Linked DNA regions of Mus musculus: region 2 is linked to region 1. A link is a contact called in public Hi-C data. All regions are on one chromosome and are shown on one strand. The core of a region is the stretch at or near the end of the contact, and the rest is flanking DNA. Distances in the headings are between cores, read along the strand shown.

Evidence for each region. Hi-C and Micro-C count contacts between places; a contact is called where the count stands out from the background.
Region 2: a Hi-C map of DN2 thymocytes shows a contact between it and region 1, with 4 times the contacts expected there. The contact joins the enhancer-like site here to the promoter of Zscan20 in region 1. A contact is called at or near these places in 11 of 39 promoter capture datasets (3T3-L1-derived adipocytes, the C10 cell line, HPC-7-derived erythroid cells and 3 more), 2 of 484 Hi-C or Micro-C datasets (DN2 thymocytes and pre-pro-B cells), 7 of 115 datasets of contacts at active chromatin or transcription factors (bone marrow-derived macrophages, embryonic basal ganglia, embryonic stem cells and 1 more) and 2 of 9 other capture datasets (embryonic stem cells and liver).

What each region holds. Positions count from the first base shown.
Region 1 is chr4:128,608,622-128,612,720 of GRCm38.p6, forward strand. It overlaps Zscan20 (zinc finger and SCAN domains 20), which reads right to left and starts at 1,477. Exons shown (of 8, transcript NM_177758.4): 1 at 1,373-1,477.
Region 2 is chr4:128,837,862-128,841,805 of GRCm38.p6, forward strand. No RefSeq gene overlaps it. Among named protein-coding and RNA genes, the nearest start is that of Zfp362, 34 kb to the left of the region's middle. Within about 2 kb of position 2,065, at least 160 of the 459 cell types and tissues checked have an H3K27ac peak or open chromatin away from gene starts, as enhancers often do. A contact at or near this core is called in DN2 thymocytes, bone marrow-derived macrophages, hematopoietic stem and progenitor cells and 1 more, where this site is marked.

The DNA.
Region 1 (4,099 bases), core at 227-2,726:
CCTGGAAGTCCGTAGCCATTTTCAAACGTGGTCTAACAAAGCTCCCCCTGAGAGTCTTTAGCCCACATTCACCAAGTCTTTACTCATTTGCTGGATCTACATTAGATGTCTGCTGTTCTGGGCTGGACCAAAGAAAATGGAGATGATCCAGACACTGCCTGCCCTGATGAAGCTATCTAGTGGAAGAGACAAATAATAATAATGATAATTAATAAATTTAAAAGTCACAGATAATTATATTAATCCAATGTCATAAAGAAAGTGTGATTTGGGAGCTGGGAAGTTGGAGGTGGCAATTTGCTTAAGGAACTGTTGATTTGGTTCTTGAGTACAACGCAGAGAGAATGGGGGAGGGAGGTTACAGCAGAGAGGCAGGCTATGAAATAGTAGAGAAGCAAAATGGCCCACCTGGAGAATGGGAAACACCTTGGCAGCCCCGGAGCGTGCAGTATGGGAAAAGTGGGCTGCAAAGAGCATTATGAAGAATCTACTAGATCAGATTCCATTCAACACGTGTTGCATGCCAGGGATGGATTCCAAGCTGGAGAACAAACGGAAGGTATACAGTTGAGGGTTTCAACAGATCACACTAGCTGCAATGTTTCTCCGAGTTGGAGAAATGAAAATGTGGACACTTCTGCAGAGGCTCCCGGAAGACAGAGGTCATTTTAAGAGATACTAAAGAAATGGCAAGCCTCGAACAGTGTACAGCAAACGGCGTGGATGAAGAAGAATGCAGGCGCAGGTGGAATCAGCTGGTAAAACAAGTAGGTCAGTGGGCGGGTCAGCAGGGGTGGGCGGGTCAGTCGAGGGTGGGCGGGTCAGTAGATAAAGATGCCTTTCACTTCTATCAGTTATGAGGAAAGAAGTACAGGTTTGGGATTGAACACAATAGCCAGTCCCGTCACAGATGACATGAACGCAGGTGTCGAGAATGAAGCACTATTTTAAGGTCAGACTTTCCGCTCAGGGCCTCTTCACTTCTTTGCCAGGGCCCTTGAGTTCTCTCTTCCCTTGATTGTGCTTTTCTAGACCCTAAGGTAACTTCCCCTCACAGCCAAAACGCATCTCTACCACCTTACCCACAGACCTCGGTAAGACCCGTCTCACTGCCCGCCTCTCCAACTCACTCTTCATCCCGACCCCTCGGTGACCCTGCCCATCTCCACACGCTGCAGCCTCTGCCCGCCCGCACTCCCGCCCCGACACACACACACACACACACACACACACACACACACACACACACGCCACGATGCTTGCTTTCCCCTCTCACCTTCCCAGCTCCCCTCCCCCGCGGGTACCACCACCTCCAAAGCCTCCAGCCCAGCGCCTGATTCTCAACTGCACCCCATCCGCCACCCAGACTCACCCACAGAGACACCCACTTCTCAACAGGCCGGAAGTGCTCCCGGGCTCTTGCAGGGGATGCTGGGACGCATAGTCCCAGCGCCGCCAGCCCTGGAACCCGATCTCTGAGACCACAACTCCCAAAAGGCAACGCGCGAGCACCGGTGGCCACTCCTCTATCGGCCGCCTCTCAGATGACGTCAGCCAATGAGTGCCTCATCTTCTCAGGCGCTCTGGTACCGGAACAAATCTTGCAGGGCCAATGCCTGGGGGGGTGTAGCTCGATACTATTCTCTTCCATTGGTTCTGCGGTGACGGTGCCGCCTACTGGGTGGAGTCTAGATTAGAAGGGCGTGGGGTCGGGGTCTACTGAAGAAGCGTGGGGCCCCCTGGGTTGAGCTGGAGAGAGTAGGGAAAAATAATAAAAAAAGGAAAGAGGGTGAATACAGTGACCATCTATTGGGCAAGAGAGAGTTTGTCTGTTGTAACTACAATTTCAAATTCACAAATTCACAACTTAGTTGAGTGGTTTGGCAGAGTTCTATATCTCACCTCTTCACTTGTGAAGTAAGAATAATAGCATTCATGTGACAGGTTTATGTGAGGCATCAGTGAGGCAATAAACCTAGAACTGTTAATTCGGATCCAGGATCCAACTATAGATAGCAGATACTAGCCATTTTTATGTAAATTAGTCTTACGGAGTTTGAATCCCTGGGTGTCAGAAACACGTTAATCCCTGTAGCTGAATAATCTTAGTGTAATACTTAGTTGCTTTGTTCCACGGTCCTGGCTAGTTTCATGCGAACTTGACACGAGCTTGAGTCATCAGAGAAAAGAGAGATTCCGTGAAGAAGATGCCTTCATAAGAGGGACTATGGGAGAACTTGCGGGACTTTCTCGTAATGATTGATAGTGGAGGGCTCAGGCAATTGTGGGTGGGGCTACCCCTGGGCCGGTGGTCTAGGGTTCTGTAAGAAAGCAGACTGAGCAAGCCAGTAAGCAGCGTTTCCTCCATGGCCCCTGCATCAGCTCCTGCCTCCAGGTTCCTGCTTTGTGGGAGTTCCTATCCTGGCTCCCTCCAGTGACAGATTACAACGTGGAAGTGTAAGCCGAATAAACCCTTTCTTCCCCAAGTTGCTTTGGTCACTGCGTTTTGTCATAGCAATAGAAACCCTATGATAAACACTGTAAATACTCTTGAGGTATGAGCCATCTAATAGGAAGCTGGAAATGTGGGTCTTGTAGTCAGTCAGCCATAGATTCAAACCCCAATTCATACATCCCATCTGTATGTCCTTGAACAAACAAACAACTCCATCACGATTGTCTTTTTTTTTTTTCAGCTGTAAAATTTAGGTGACAGAACAAAACCTCCATCTCAGGGTAGGTTCCTGGGAGATTAAAGATAATATGTAGGTAAAACATGGAGTCCAGCCACTTGCTTTCAATGTGGGATCTATGCCTTGATACTCCCTAGCTGCAAAGCCTCCAGCAAACTCCAAACGCCTCTTTTGTAAACATGTTTGTGTGGATAGATGCACTGTGCATGCAGGTGCATGTGCCTGTGGAGGCCTGAGGTCAAAATGAATGCCCTTTTTGGAGCATTCTCCACCCTGATTACTAGAGTGAGGGTCTCTTACTGAACTGAAGGATCCAGCTAGGTTAGCTAACCCATGAGCTCTGGGAATCTGCCTGTCTCTGCCTCCCCATCCCACTTGCCAGTACAGGCGTTACCTATGGCACTGACACTCCTGGCTTTTATATGAATGCTGAGGACCTGAACTGAGACCCTTATTGAACATGTGGCAGGTACCTTATCAATTGTGCTACCTCCCTGTGGTGACTTGAATATCCTTGGCCCAGGGAGTGGCACTATGAGGAGGTGTGGCCTTGTTGGAGGAAGTGTGTCACTGTGGGGGTGGGCTTTAAGACGCTCTTCCTAGCTGCCTGGAAAGAGTCTTCTGTTTGCCTTCAGAACAAGGTGTAGAATTCTCAGCTCCGGGCTGGTGAGATGGCTCAGTGGGTAAGAGCACCTGACTGCTCCTCCAAAGGTCCAGAGTTCAAATCCCAGCAACCACATGGTGGCTCACAACCATCCACAACAAGATCTGACGCCCTCTCCTGGAGTGTCTGAAGACAGCTACAGTGTACTTACATATATTAATAAAATAAATCTTTTAAAAAAAAAAGAATTCTCAGCTCCTCCAGCGCCATGCCTGCCTGGATGCTGCCATGCTTCCAGACATGATGATAATGGACTGAACCTCTGAACCTGTAAGCCAGCCCCAATTAAAGGTTGTCCTTTATAAAAGTTGCCTTGGTGTATGGTGTCTCTTTATAGCAATGGAAATCCCAAACTAAGATACTCCCCTAAACTGCTAAGGCTTCAGTTTCCTCGTCTGGAGAATGGGTGTAATAATACTGAAATCTTCCTTTGAGTGTTGTTGGGAAAAAAATATGCAAAGTTTGTGAAGAGCTTGTCTCCCTCCTGGCGTTCATAAGGTTGAACGACTACTGGCTATTATTTCTATTGAGACCCATGAAACTTGAGCAAATTTGACAGTAGCTAGCATTGGGAAAGGGCTCACTACGTCAGCTAGTATTGCATTTGGGGGAATTCTACATCTTAGTTTTAGTAACTCACTTCAAATTCCTTAGCTAGAAATTATATTCTAGCCGGGCAGTGATGGCGCATGCCTTTAATCCCAGCACTTGGGAGGCAGAGGCAGGCGGATTTCTGAGTTCA
Region 2 (3,944 bases), core at 815-3,314, 230 kb after region 1:
TCTGTGTGTGTCTTATGTCTTGACTCATGCTGTGCACTGTTTTTCTTCCTGAGGGCGGAAGTCTCTGCCTAATTCACTGATGCCAATGATGCTAGGAAGGAGGGGTTATTCTTAACCCTGTCCTATAGATCAGGAAGCAGCAGCAGCAGCAAGAGGTGACCTCACTTGCTGGGTTAAAGCAGAAAGGGTCCCAGTCAGAGTGTGCAGCCCCAGTCTGCCTGCTGACCCTCCCTGTGGTATCTGGCAGAAGGTTTCACTCATACATCAATGGCTCTCCGGCTTTAAGCTTCTTCGAGTCAGATCTCTGTGTTGTCACACCCTAGCATCCTGAATTATTGAGTGAGAAAGGAGAGTCTGGACAGAGCTGATGAAGATTCTTGGCTTACCCAAATTCCAGTTCGGCTCCTGATGCCCCTCCTGGGCCTGTCTGTACATTTCCTTGTAGATCCAGTTTCACAAGTACCCAAGCTTAGTCTGGTTGGCGAGAGTTTCCATCCTGGAGATCTGATCACCCTTGATAGCCTCCTACCAGTCGCCCATTCTGCCTTCCCTCTCAGCTGATGTCTGACCATCCTGGCCTGCCTCCAGCAAGAAGCCAGTTAGTTCGGTTTAAGCTCCAGCTTCCCCTGATGTTTTTTTCCTCTTAATCATGTTCTCCCCACTGACTCTGCCCGTTCCTTATCTATAAATCCCCTCTTGTTCCCACTGTATTTGCATGAGTCTACCCTCTTCCCCATTGCAATCCCACCATAATGGTTCTATCCTCTGTGATGGCCCTGAAGGAAGTCTGTTTCCTGTGTTTTAGCGAGTAGAGTACCACTGATTAAAAAAAAAAAAAAGCAAAGTACAGGAGGCAGGTCTCAGGCTAGGCTCAGCCTAGTAGAGCTTGGTGGAGACCTTCCAAAGGATACCTGGGTCTCTGTTACCTCAGAAAATGCCAGAGTAAAGAGCCAGCCCTGTCTTTAGCCCAGCAGGTATAAAGACTTCGGAGTGTTGGGCAGAGTCAGGAGAGGACGGCCAGCTGAGGTGCAGGATGGGGGATGATCGTTGTTGTGGTTTATAGAAAGGGAAGGAGAGAGGGGATGTGTTTGGTGGAGGTACAGTAAGGTGTGGGGGAAGGGTGTGCCTCTGCGGGCGTGCTAAGGCATCCCTGCCCCTGAGGGACCAGCATAAAATAGTGTTTATTCAGGGCATGGGAGGGGGGTTGAGAGAAAGGCGGAGAGAGAGAGGGGGAGAGAGAGAAGAGAAGTAGAGGCTGGCCATGAGCATGTGGAGGGGGGGGAAGGAAATGGGGGGCGGAGAGGGTAAGAGAGCAAGAGAGAGAGGAGGGGGCAAGCAGCCGCTTTTATAGTGAGTCAGGCACACCTACAGCCAGGTAACTGTGGGGCGGAACCTAGACTAACAATTGTCACCTTGACTGAATCTAGAATCAGCTAAAAGACATGCCTCTGGGCCGTGTGAGAGGTCAGTTGCAGGAAGGCTTGCCTAGGGGGAAGAGGATCCTCTCTCAAAGAGGATTTTCCCTTCAAGGGTGGCTCAGTGTGAAGAAGTCTGAGGGGTGAAGGGGCCACTTTCTGCCTTCTGCTCCTTGTTGGCGTGAGCAGCTGCTCTGTTTGCGGGCTTTTCCGGTTTTCCCAGGTAGCCTGAAGACCAGGGCTTCTCTGGAATCTTCCAGGCTTTCAGCACTACCTCAAGACTGCTAAAGCATCCAGCTTCCTGGACCAAGGGAGCCATGGTGTCCTCGACCTCTCCAGAACGCCCATATCTGTATTGTTTGACTGCTTAGCCTGTGCCATGTAACCAACCTATCAAACCCTTCCAGAGAACTCTCCTACTGACAAGAAGTCAGGCGTGAAGACACCATTTGGTCTCAATGGCCAGTCAGAGTATAAATGAGTATTAGCCACAAAGAAATAATGAATGGTTTTAGAAGTGTAAAGAAGACAGTGTCCTAAGGTCCACACAGATGTTTCTAGAACTCAACAGCACAGGAGGGAAAACCATGATTAAGAATCTCAACCCTGTGACTCAGGACTGGGGCAAAAAGATTGAGGAAACACAACATTTGACGTCAGCAGAGGCCTCTGCTGTTCCCAGGGCTGCACAGCAGGCCCTGTGCAGAGCAGGAAGCCAAGAGCTACTCAGAGGGCAAGCAGCTGTAAGGCCTCCTCTGGGAAGACACCCTTTGATCTCCCCAACAGCCAGGGGGTCTGGCTTCCTGCATCCCAGAACGCCTTCTCCAGGAGAGATTGCTGAGGTCACGGAGTCTGACCCCACTGAACAGACAGGGCTCGAGGAATCATGAGAGATCCAGTCAAGGTCACGCAGGGAGCCAGCACGGACAAGTTAGGACCAGGATCCAACCCCCAACACCACCACCGTTCCTTCTGTTTTTGCTCTTTCAGCAGGAAGCCTGCAGGGAAGGCTAGTTCTCTGCTGTGGAGGGGGTCCACTTCCTGCCAAAGCCAAGCGAGTTCAAAGGCCCCTGGATGGTCTGGGATCTGGACCGTCCAAGCAGGAGACAGGGATCCTTTAAGTCACAAAGACTTCTTTATTCTTTGAGATTTTAAGTGGACCGAAGCCAATTCCCTAACATTCTTCCTTCTGATGTGGCCCTTGGCAAAAAATTACGCTGCGCATATACCGGGCTTGGTGCCAGGCGCATCCTTCACAGACACAATCTTTCGGGGGTGGGGGGTGGGGGTGGGGTATTGTTTCATGGTTTCCCAGATGAGGAAGTGGAAGTTCAGGAGGGTGAAGACAGTTGCTCCAGGTCACACAGCTAGAAGCTGAGCCTAAGCGTGTCAGGTTGCAGAGCCTTAACAGAGCTGGCCTTTGGGTCACTTCAGGGCCATAGGGAGCTGAGTTCCAGCAACCTGTCTTCTGAGGCAACAGTCAGACAGTAGATGCCTGCCAAAAGCCAACAGCTTTGAGTGTAGAGATAGAGATGACAAGGGGTAGAACTGACAGAGTCCCGACTGTGTGTCTGTCAGCCATTCTGCTAAGCATGCTGATGTGTATGAACACTTATATAGCCGTCACAATTGCACATGTCGGGGTGTTCAATATCTCTTTGTATATAGGCAGTAAGAGCAGAGATGCAGGCAGTCTAGTGGTTGGTCAGACGTCAAACATGGAGGCTCTCCATCGCCTGTAGCGGGAGCTTCACCTCCACCTCACACCACCCTTGAAATGAGAAACCAGAACTCAGAGACACAGGTAAGTAGATAAACACCATGGAACCTGTAGGCTCCCTCCCACCTCTCGGGAGACTGTGAGCAGCAAGGAACCGAAGAGCCCCACCCCCACCCCACCCCACCCCAGCCACCTTGGTTTGAGCTGTAAGGAATTCGTGAAATTGCAGGGAGAAATTTGGTGACTTGATCTTCTCAGGAGCCAGCCTCCCTCACGCACTGATAACATTTCCTTATGATCAGAGCGTGAATGGAGCAGTGTCTGCCTTTGTCTGCAGATGTGACCACTGTTCAATGAAGAAGGAGTTTTCTTTTGTTGTGTCTTGGCAGGAGGACATCCTTGACTGAAAGTCTCCCCTTGCATCTCATTGGCCATGACGAGGTCACATGCTTCTCACGACAGGAGGAATAGAAACACCGGCCAATCATGACTGTCAGATCGTAGCCTGCCCTCGGAGTGTTTAGCTTTCTGGGAACAGGACCAAAATCCCATGCCTTCGCTAAGGAGCTATCCTACACTGTGCAGATAACAAACAACATGCTCAGAGAACTAGAAAAATAATCAAGATGTCCAGCCAGCCTACAATGTCAAAGGAATTAAATCTGCGTATTACACAGACTTCTGCACTGATGTGTTTATTACAACACTATTTACAACAGCCAAGATGGTAAATTAGCCAAGGTATCCGTGGATGGATAACTGGGTGTACTGGCTAGTTTTATGTCAACTTGACCCAAGCTAGAAAAAAA